Linked DNA regions of Callithrix jacchus: region 1 is linked to region 2. Evidence: chromatin contacts called from public Hi-C data. All regions are on one chromosome and are shown on one strand. The core of a region is the stretch at or near the end of the contact, and the rest is flanking DNA. Distances in the headings are between cores, read along the strand shown.

Evidence for each region. A called contact is a pair of places that touch in the nucleus more often than the background predicts.
Region 1: a Hi-C map of skeletal muscle shows a contact between it and region 2, with 9 times the contacts expected there. The contact joins two enhancer-like sites. A contact is called at or near these places in 3 of 3 Hi-C or Micro-C datasets (induced pluripotent stem cells and skeletal muscle).

The regions. Positions count from the first base shown.
Region 1 is chr9:125,331,768-125,335,640 of calJac240_pri, forward strand. MLXIP (MLX interacting protein) reads left to right here. Exons shown (of 19, transcript XR_013522177.1): 2 at 1,946-2,052; 3 at 2,583-2,668; 4 at 3,827-3,873. It overlaps LOC144577694 (a long non-coding RNA gene), which reads right to left. Exons shown (of 3, transcript XR_013522179.1): 3 at 2,961-3,093. Among named protein-coding and RNA genes, the nearest start is that of MLXIP, 44 kb to the left of the region's middle. Within about 2 kb of position 1,259, at least 3 of the 16 cell types and tissues checked have an H3K27ac peak or open chromatin away from gene starts, as enhancers often do. A contact at or near this core is called in skeletal muscle, where this site is marked.
Region 2 is chr9:125,254,198-125,258,305 of calJac240_pri, forward strand. The region is part of intron 5 of BCL7A (BAF chromatin remodeling complex subunit BCL7A); the gene reads left to right. Among named protein-coding and RNA genes, the nearest start is that of BCL7A, 27 kb to the left of the region's middle. Within about 2 kb of position 1,549, at least 11 of the 16 cell types and tissues checked have an H3K27ac peak or open chromatin away from gene starts, as enhancers often do. A contact at or near this core is called in skeletal muscle, where this site is marked.

The DNA.
Region 1 (3,873 bases), core at 9-2,508, 77 kb after region 2:
ATGGTGAAACCCCGTCTCTACTAAAAATACAAAATTAGTCAGGTGTGGTGGCGCATTCCTGTAATCTCAGCTACTTGGGAGGCTGAGGCAGGAGAATCACTTGAACCTGGGAGGCAGAGGTTGCAGTGAGCCGAGATTGTGCCATTGCATTCCAGCCTCAGCAACAGGAGCGAAACTCCATCTCAAAAACAAAAAAAATTAGGTGGACATGGTGGCTTATGGCTGTAGTCCCAGCTACTCAAGTGTCTGAGGCTGGTGAATCATTTGAACCCAGGAAGTGGAGGTTGCAGTGAGCCGAGATCGTGCATCTGCACTCCAGGCTGGGCAACAGAGTGAGACTCCATCTCAAAAAAAAAAAAATTATGCCTTTCAGTAATAACTGAAGATCATCAAGATGGTTATTAATATCTTTGTGTTTGCTTTAGGGTTTACCAGTTGTGTGTGTGTCTAAGCATGTATGTGTGTGTGTATCTTACCATACACAAGTATGCTCTCATTTAGTCCTTATTAACACACTCTGGAGGAGAGTGTGTCATTCTGCTTGTACCCATGACACAGCTGTGGCTCTCTGATGTTGCAGCTGCCTGATGTACCACCAGTGAGGCCAGGCCATCAGCATAGAGGTAGGTTAGACAAGCCTTTGAATTGGGGAGAGAAGGAAGGAAGAAGACGTGTGACAGCTCTGAGTGCCCAACCTGTTGGGCGGAGGCTGCTGCTCTCTGCATGTCTCTCGTGTGCTAAGAGGATTTTTCTGGGGGTGACATAACCTTCTGGCTTGTATTGCCCAGAACCTGGGCTCCTTGCTGGGTTGGGTGGGGATAGGCGTGAGGGTCCTGCCAGGGTCATAGCCAGGGGCGTCTGCCTTCCAGAGCAGGTTCCAGCTTCACGGAATGTTTGTTGCTCAGGCGCTTCCTGTGAAGTCTGCAGCTATTATTGGCAGATCTAGGTTTGCCACGTGGCCTTTCTGAGTGGGACTGGAGAAGGGGCAGGGCTGTGGCCTGTGGTCAGACAAAGCCTCCTCAGCCCCCCTGTAGTAGGGGCCAGAAATAGTGCCTTGCCCATCTCAAGCCATCTGAAAAAGAGAAACCCTATGCCACTGCCCAGAGACGGTTCCTGGCCTAGCACTTGGAAAACTGAGCTGCCCAAGATGGCTGTGCCACTGGGAGGCTGGTTTCCAAGTGCTCTTGACTTATTTAATGAAGAATTGTCAATTGAGCCCCTACTGTGTGCCAGGCCACCTAATGGTCCTCCCTAGAGAAGCTGCACTGTCCACAGGGGAAGGTTCATGTGTGCAGACACTGCTACAGAAGTGCTCCCGTGAGACTGTCCTGAAGCGGAGAGCAGAGAGACCCTGAAGGAATCGGTGCAGCCTGGGATAGGCCAGGTCAGCTCAGAGGAGATGATGTGGGGGCAGCATCTTGAGGGATGAGGAGGTGGCCAAGTGGAGGGACATCAAGATTGAGAACCATGTCAGAGGCTCTGGGAGGCAGGAAGGGCCCTGCCCTGCAGCAGCTCAGGCCAGCAGGATACTCAGGTGCTTGGATTGTGAATGATGCCTCACGGGGGCTGGTGGCAAAGCAGGTCAAAGGAACCTGGTTTTCACTCTGTGGTCAACAGATTTCTTTTTAATTTTTAGTTATGGAAAACGTGTAGCATATGCTAAAGTAGACAGAGACTATAGTGAACCCCATATGCTGTTGCCCGCACCAATGGCTACACCCCATGGCCAGTCCTGTCCTCTGAACCCTGACAGCGTCCCTGCCACTCCCTGCCCCATGTATCACTCTGTAGAAATCCCCCAGTGACCTGAATTCCTTGAAGCCCGACCTGTGGCTGGGAGTGGATCAGTCAGGAGTTCGGTCCTGGAATGATTGGGTAGCACTTTTATATTTCATTTCGTTTTCAGAGGAACCACTGAGTCTCTCCACTTTGCTTTGCCTTTCAGTGGGAAGTTGGTGTCTCCAAAGTGGAAGAATTTCAAGGGCCTGAAGCTCCAGTGGAGAGACAAGATCCGGCTCAATAATGCCATCTGGCGGGCCTGGTACATGCAGTGTAAGTGCCACCCAGCCTGGGCGCCCATGGCAGTCAAGGCTCCATGCCCTGGAGGCCTGGGCACCCAGGGGCCAGAGTCTCTGCTGACAGGAAACCCAAGCCAAGTTTCTAACAGAAGTTTAGTCTCTGCCGACAAGAAACCCAAGCCGAGTCCTAGGGAAGTGGACATTTAAGGGGTGACATCTGAGAGTCGGGGAGCAAGTCTAGGAAGACTCGGGCACGGGCCGTCTCTCTCCAACCTGGGTGCTATGGACCTGGCAGCTTCTCCGGGAAATGAGTGTGCTGGGGCAGGCTTGTGTTGGGCTGGTCTTTCTCTGAGAAGCCATGCTGCTTTTCTGGCTGAGGGGTTATTGACAGATTCCTCCCCTTTCACCTGGACTCCTTTATTCCCCTGAAATCGCCTTTTCGAAGGGAAGGAGAAGGAAAGGGTACCTGGGAATTTGTCTGCACTAGGGGAGGGGCGCAGCAGACAAGACGGCGCTCCCTCGGGTTTGGATCATGGTAATGACTCTCACCCTCTCTCTTCTCAGATCTGGAGAAGCGCAAGAATCCTGTGTGCCACTTTGTGACGCCCCTGGATGGCTCTGTGGATGTAGACGAGCACCGCCGGCCAGAGGTACTTGGCGGTGACCCAGGGTGGCTGAGAGAGGAAACACACTGGCACCTCACCAGGAGCGGCTCACAGCAGGCTAGTCCTGCAAGAGAGGCTGTGGAAGGGAGCCCTGGGCCTGCCCTGTGCCATCCATGGCCTGGGGGCCAGGCCTGGCACTTGGTGGCCTCTGGCAACCCCAGGCTGCCAGAGCCTACCCCTTCTCAGAAGGGCCAGCTCGAGGACAGAGAGGGTTAATGTCTTTCTGGTAATTTTTAAAGTGTTTGTCTATGTATGATTATACATGCACAGGAAGTGTCTAGAAGAATATACAGAAGTCTCTTAATAGCAGGAGCCTCTGGGGATAGGATTAGGGCTGCCAGGCGAGGGGATGATGTTTTCTTCACCGCATATTCTTCCACGTTGCTTTCATGTTGTCCAGGCATGTCTCACTGTTACAATAAAGGTGAAATTTAAAAGGTAAGCTAATGAAAGACAGCTGTGAGACAGTCAGGTGTAATCTGGTATTAGATAGTATCAAGGGATATCATTTTGTTGGGTATGGCAATATTGTAATCAGTTCTTTATAACAAAACATCTTCACTGTCGAGGACACACACTGAAGTGTTCATAGGTGAGGCGATTCAGGCCTTGAGATCGGAAAGTGAGGCAGGCCCAGGCACGGGGGGTGCTCCTTAGCTCTAGAGCTGGAAGGCTGTCATGCAAGGCGTTCACGCTGGCAGCATGTGAAGGTTGGATGCGAGGCCCCTGGAGGGCGCATTCCATCTGAAACTTCCTGGAATTGACTGTTCATTTTTGCCCTGTGAATGTGGCAGAGGCTTCGGGGAAGGGGCATTTGTGGGGGGCTTGGGAGTTTCCACAGCATTTCCCTGCTTCTTCCCCTGTTGGAGCATTCTGCTCTCACCCCATGCTCCTGGGCAGAGCCTCAGGACCGTGTCCCCAAGGCCTTTGGCTACCTTAGGTCTTGAAATGAAAGCTCATTATTAGCTAGAGGACCTCCTGTATAGCACAGAAGTGGGATTTGCTTTCCGAGTGACATGGTAGCCACTGTGGGATTTCCAGCTGGATTGCCTGAGGCCTGATCATAGTGCCAGACAGTTACACCAGCTAAGCTTTACTAATCAAGCAGAGCACCCTCTTTTCACTCTGCCCTCTGTCCCTCAGGCCATCACCACAGAAGGGAAGTACTGGAAGAGCCGCATCGAGATTGT
Region 2 (4,108 bases), core at 299-2,798:
TGCCTGAACCTGGTAGGCGGAGATTGCAGGTTCATGCCATTCTCCGTATCAGCTATAATACTTCCCGTTCAAGTCTGTGACTGTGCCATCATTTATTTGAACAGCCCCTCAGGGATGGTCGCTTAGGTGTTCCTGTCTTCCTGCAGGGGTTCTGGTACCCTCGTCTCTCTGCCTCTTTGCCCAGGTGCAGGTGGCTCCTGCAGGCCTCGTCTCTGGAAGTGGAACTGTTTAATCAGAGGCTGCACACACTCAGAATGGCGCAGGTTCTGCACACACAACTTTCCTCCCTAGAAGTCGTGGGTAGAAAGACACCACTGGCGCAGGGGTTCTCAGGTTCGGCACCCCTGGCATTTGGGGCTGGATCATTCTTTTTTTAATTGTGTTTTTACAGAGTCTCACTGTCGCCTAGCCCGGAGTGGCGCGATCTGGGCTCACTGCAATTTCCACCTCCCAGGTTCAAGCAATTCTTCTGCCTCAGCCTCCTGAGTAGTTGGCACTGCAGACATGCACCACCACACCTGGCTAATTTTTTGTATTTTTAGTAGAGACAGGGTTTCACCATATTGCCCAGGCTGGTCTCGAACTCCTGACCTCAGATGATCCACCCACCTCAGCCTCCCAAAATGCTGGCATTACAGGCATGAGCCACTGTGTCCAGTCTCGGATCATTCTTTATCGAGGGGGCCATCCTGTGCATTGTGGGACATTGAGCAGTTTCCACCAAAATGTTTCCATTTGTTAACCAATGTCCCCAGGGTGGGGATGGGGTAAAATCACCCCCTGCTGAGAGCTAGTGCCCTAGTGCCTTCGCTATAACCTTCGCCAGGTACAGTATATGCCATCTCCCCTCACCCCCTCTCCTGGCCCCCTCGATCTCAGCATTGCCCACCAGGCTTCCCTGGCAGATGGTTCTACAGGTAGAAAGCAGAGGGGCTGGGATGGGGGCTTTGGGCACATCCGGGTGACACTCACCAGCTGCGTGGCCTTGGGCAGGCAGCATCACCTCTGCTTACCCTCCTACTTCCTTGTTTGTAAAATGGGGCGCCAGGGTCAGGAGGCTAAGGTGGGAGGATCGCTTGAGCCTGGGAGGTGGAGGCTTCAGTGAGCCATGTTCGTGCCACTGCACTCCAGCCTGGGCAACAGAATGAGACCCTGTCTCAAAAGAAAATAAAATGGGATGAATAGAAGCTGCCTCCCTCGCCAGGAGTGAAGGGGGTGAGAATGCCAGCCAAGTGCTCAGCCCGGAGCTAGAACTTAGGAGGAGGATCTGGGAGCCTCCGGGTTTCCTCGTCCGCCCTTCCATCAGGGGAGCGATTGCAGGGTGCCAAGGACAGACGTGGGCTTCGTCTGCAGCCGCGTTTCTGCTTCTTTCCCGTCCTGGCTTCTTTCTGGCCGTGGCCTTGTTTCTCCCACGTTTGGCAGCAGTGTCTCCTTTGCTCTAGAAGACCGATTGCAGCTCCGCAGCAGGAATTCAGTTTTGAGTTAGCGTGTCCAGTTAGTTGCTACTTTCTCGCCACCACCGTCAGATGCTAAATTGGCAGGACCCAGGTGGGGGCCATACCAGGGTCCTCTCTGGCCACCCCAGGCCCCTGGGCCTGCAGGGCTGCCCTGCACTGCTCAGCCAGGACCCACCTGCCCGCTGCCCAAGCCACCCATGGGAAGGGCACAGGGACAGACCCGTGTGGCCTTCCCAGGTGGGAGCACACTGCCTGCCGGGACAGGCCAGGTCGGCCACCAGCTGTTGACCTTGCTTTGAACTTGTTTACTGCTGTGTGAGTTCAGGGAATGACATAATTCCTGTCCAAGCTCCCTGGACTAAATTTAGGCCCCAGGAAAAGAATTTCCCCTGGGTGAGTTCCAGTACTGCAGTGCTCAGAGAATCAGCTGCTGCCCTGAGCCCTTGAATGCTCTGTGGGTTCCAGGGCCAGTTCCCACCAAGCTCTGGGGCCTGGCTCTCAGGGGAGGCTCTGCTGGGCACCTCTCTCCCAGCATGGGTCAGTGTGAGTCTCTGGGTGACGGGGCACCTTCGTGATTTCTAAGCCTCCATCCGGGGCCGCCACCTCCCCCGCCACTTTGCAGAGCCTGCTGTGCCGGACAGAAAGGGGCTGTGGTGAGAGATGCAAAGCCACAGATGGGCAACTTTTCTAGGTCAGTAAGAACTTGAAATGTTTATGTTAAAGCAAACATGTATTATGAAAGAGAGTAAAACGTTAATATGATTTCTTTCTTTTTTTTTTTTTTGAGATGAAGTCTCACTCTGTTACCCAGGCTAGAGTGCAGTGGTGATTTTCGGCTTAGTGGAGCCTCTGCCTCCTGAGCTCACATGATTCTCCTGCTTCAGCCACCTGAATAGCTAAGATTACAGGCACCTGCCACCATGCCCGGTGAATTTTTGTATTTTTAGTAGAGATGGGTTTTTGTTGGCCAGGCTGGTCTCGAAAACCTGACCTCAAGTGATCTGCCTGCCTTGTCCTGTCAAGGTGCTGGGATTACAGGCGTAAACCACCACACCTGGCTTCTCTCTCTCTCTCTCTCTCTCTTTTTTTTTTTTCCGAGACAGAGTCTCGTTCTGTCACACAGGCTGGAGTGCAATGGCACGATCTCAGCTCACTGCAACCTCCACCTCTCGGGTTCAAGCCATTCTCCTTCCTCAGCCTCCTGAGTAGCTGGGATTACAACAGGCGTGTGTCACCACACCCAGCTAATTTTTGTATTTTTAATAGAGATGGGTTTCACAATGTTTGTCAGACCAGCTTCGAACTTCTGACCTTGTGATTCACCCACCTCCATCTCCCAAAGTGCTGGGATTACAGACATCAGCCACTGTGCCTGGCCTGACCCCTCTCTTTAAAAAAATAAATGAATAAACTAGAAATGGGATTTCACTATATTTCCCAGGCTGGTCACAAACTCCTGAGCTCAAGTGATCTTCCCACCTTGGCCTTCCAAACTGTTGTTATTACAGGTGTGAGCTATTACACCTGGCCATTTTTTTTTTTTAATTGAGATGACATTCACATGAAATTAACCATGGTAAATGAATAATTCACTGAGAGTACACTCACAAGGCTGTGCAACCACCACTTCTGTCTGGTTCCAAAACATTTTAATCACCCCAAAAAGAAACCTTGCAGACACCAGCAATCATTCTTCACTTCTCCCTTCCCCAGCAACACTGGGTCCCCACTCTGGGTAACCAGTAAACTTTCTGTCTCCATGGATTTGCCTATTCTGGACTTTTTTTTTTAGACCGAATCTCACTCTGTTGCCAGGCTGGAGTGCAGTGGTACAATCTCGGCTCACTGGAGTCTCTGACTCCCAGGTTCAAGCAATTCGCCTGCCTGAGCCTCCCGAGTAGCTGGGACTACAGGTGCGCACCACCACGCCCAGCTAATTTTTGTATTTTTAGTAGAAACAGGGTTTCGCCATATTGGCCAGAATGGTCTCGATCTGTTGACTTTGTAATCTGCCTGCCTCGGCCTCCCAAAGTGCTGGGATGGGAGGCGTGTGGACTTTCACATAAATGGAATCGTACACTCCGTGGCCTTTTGTGTCTGACTTCTCACTCAGCATGATGTTTTCATTTTTGTTGTTGTTTTGGTTTTGGCTTTTTTGAGAGTCTCACTGTGTCGCCCAGGCTGGAGTTCAGTGGCATGTCACTGAACCTCCGCCTCCTGGGTTCATGTGATTTTCCTTCCTCAGCTTCCTGAGTAGCTGGGACTATAGGTGCGCGCCACCATGCCTGGCTCATTTTTGTAATTTTTTAGTAGAGACGAGGTTTGGCCGTGTTGGCCAGGATTTTCAAACTCCTGACCTCAGGTGATCTACTCACCTTGGCCTCCCGAAGTGCTGGGATCACAAGTGTGAGCCACCACACCCGGACTGTTTTTGGTTTTGAGGCAGAGTCTTACTCTGTCACCCAGGCTGTAGTGCACTGGCACAATCTCAGGTCACTACAACCTCCGCCTCTCGGGTTCAAACGATTCTCCTGCCTCAGCCTCTGAATAACTGGGATTACAGGCAAGCACCACCATGCCTGTCTAATTATTGTATTTTTAGTAGAGATGGGTTTTCACCATTATTGCCAGGCTGGTCTTAAACTCCTGAC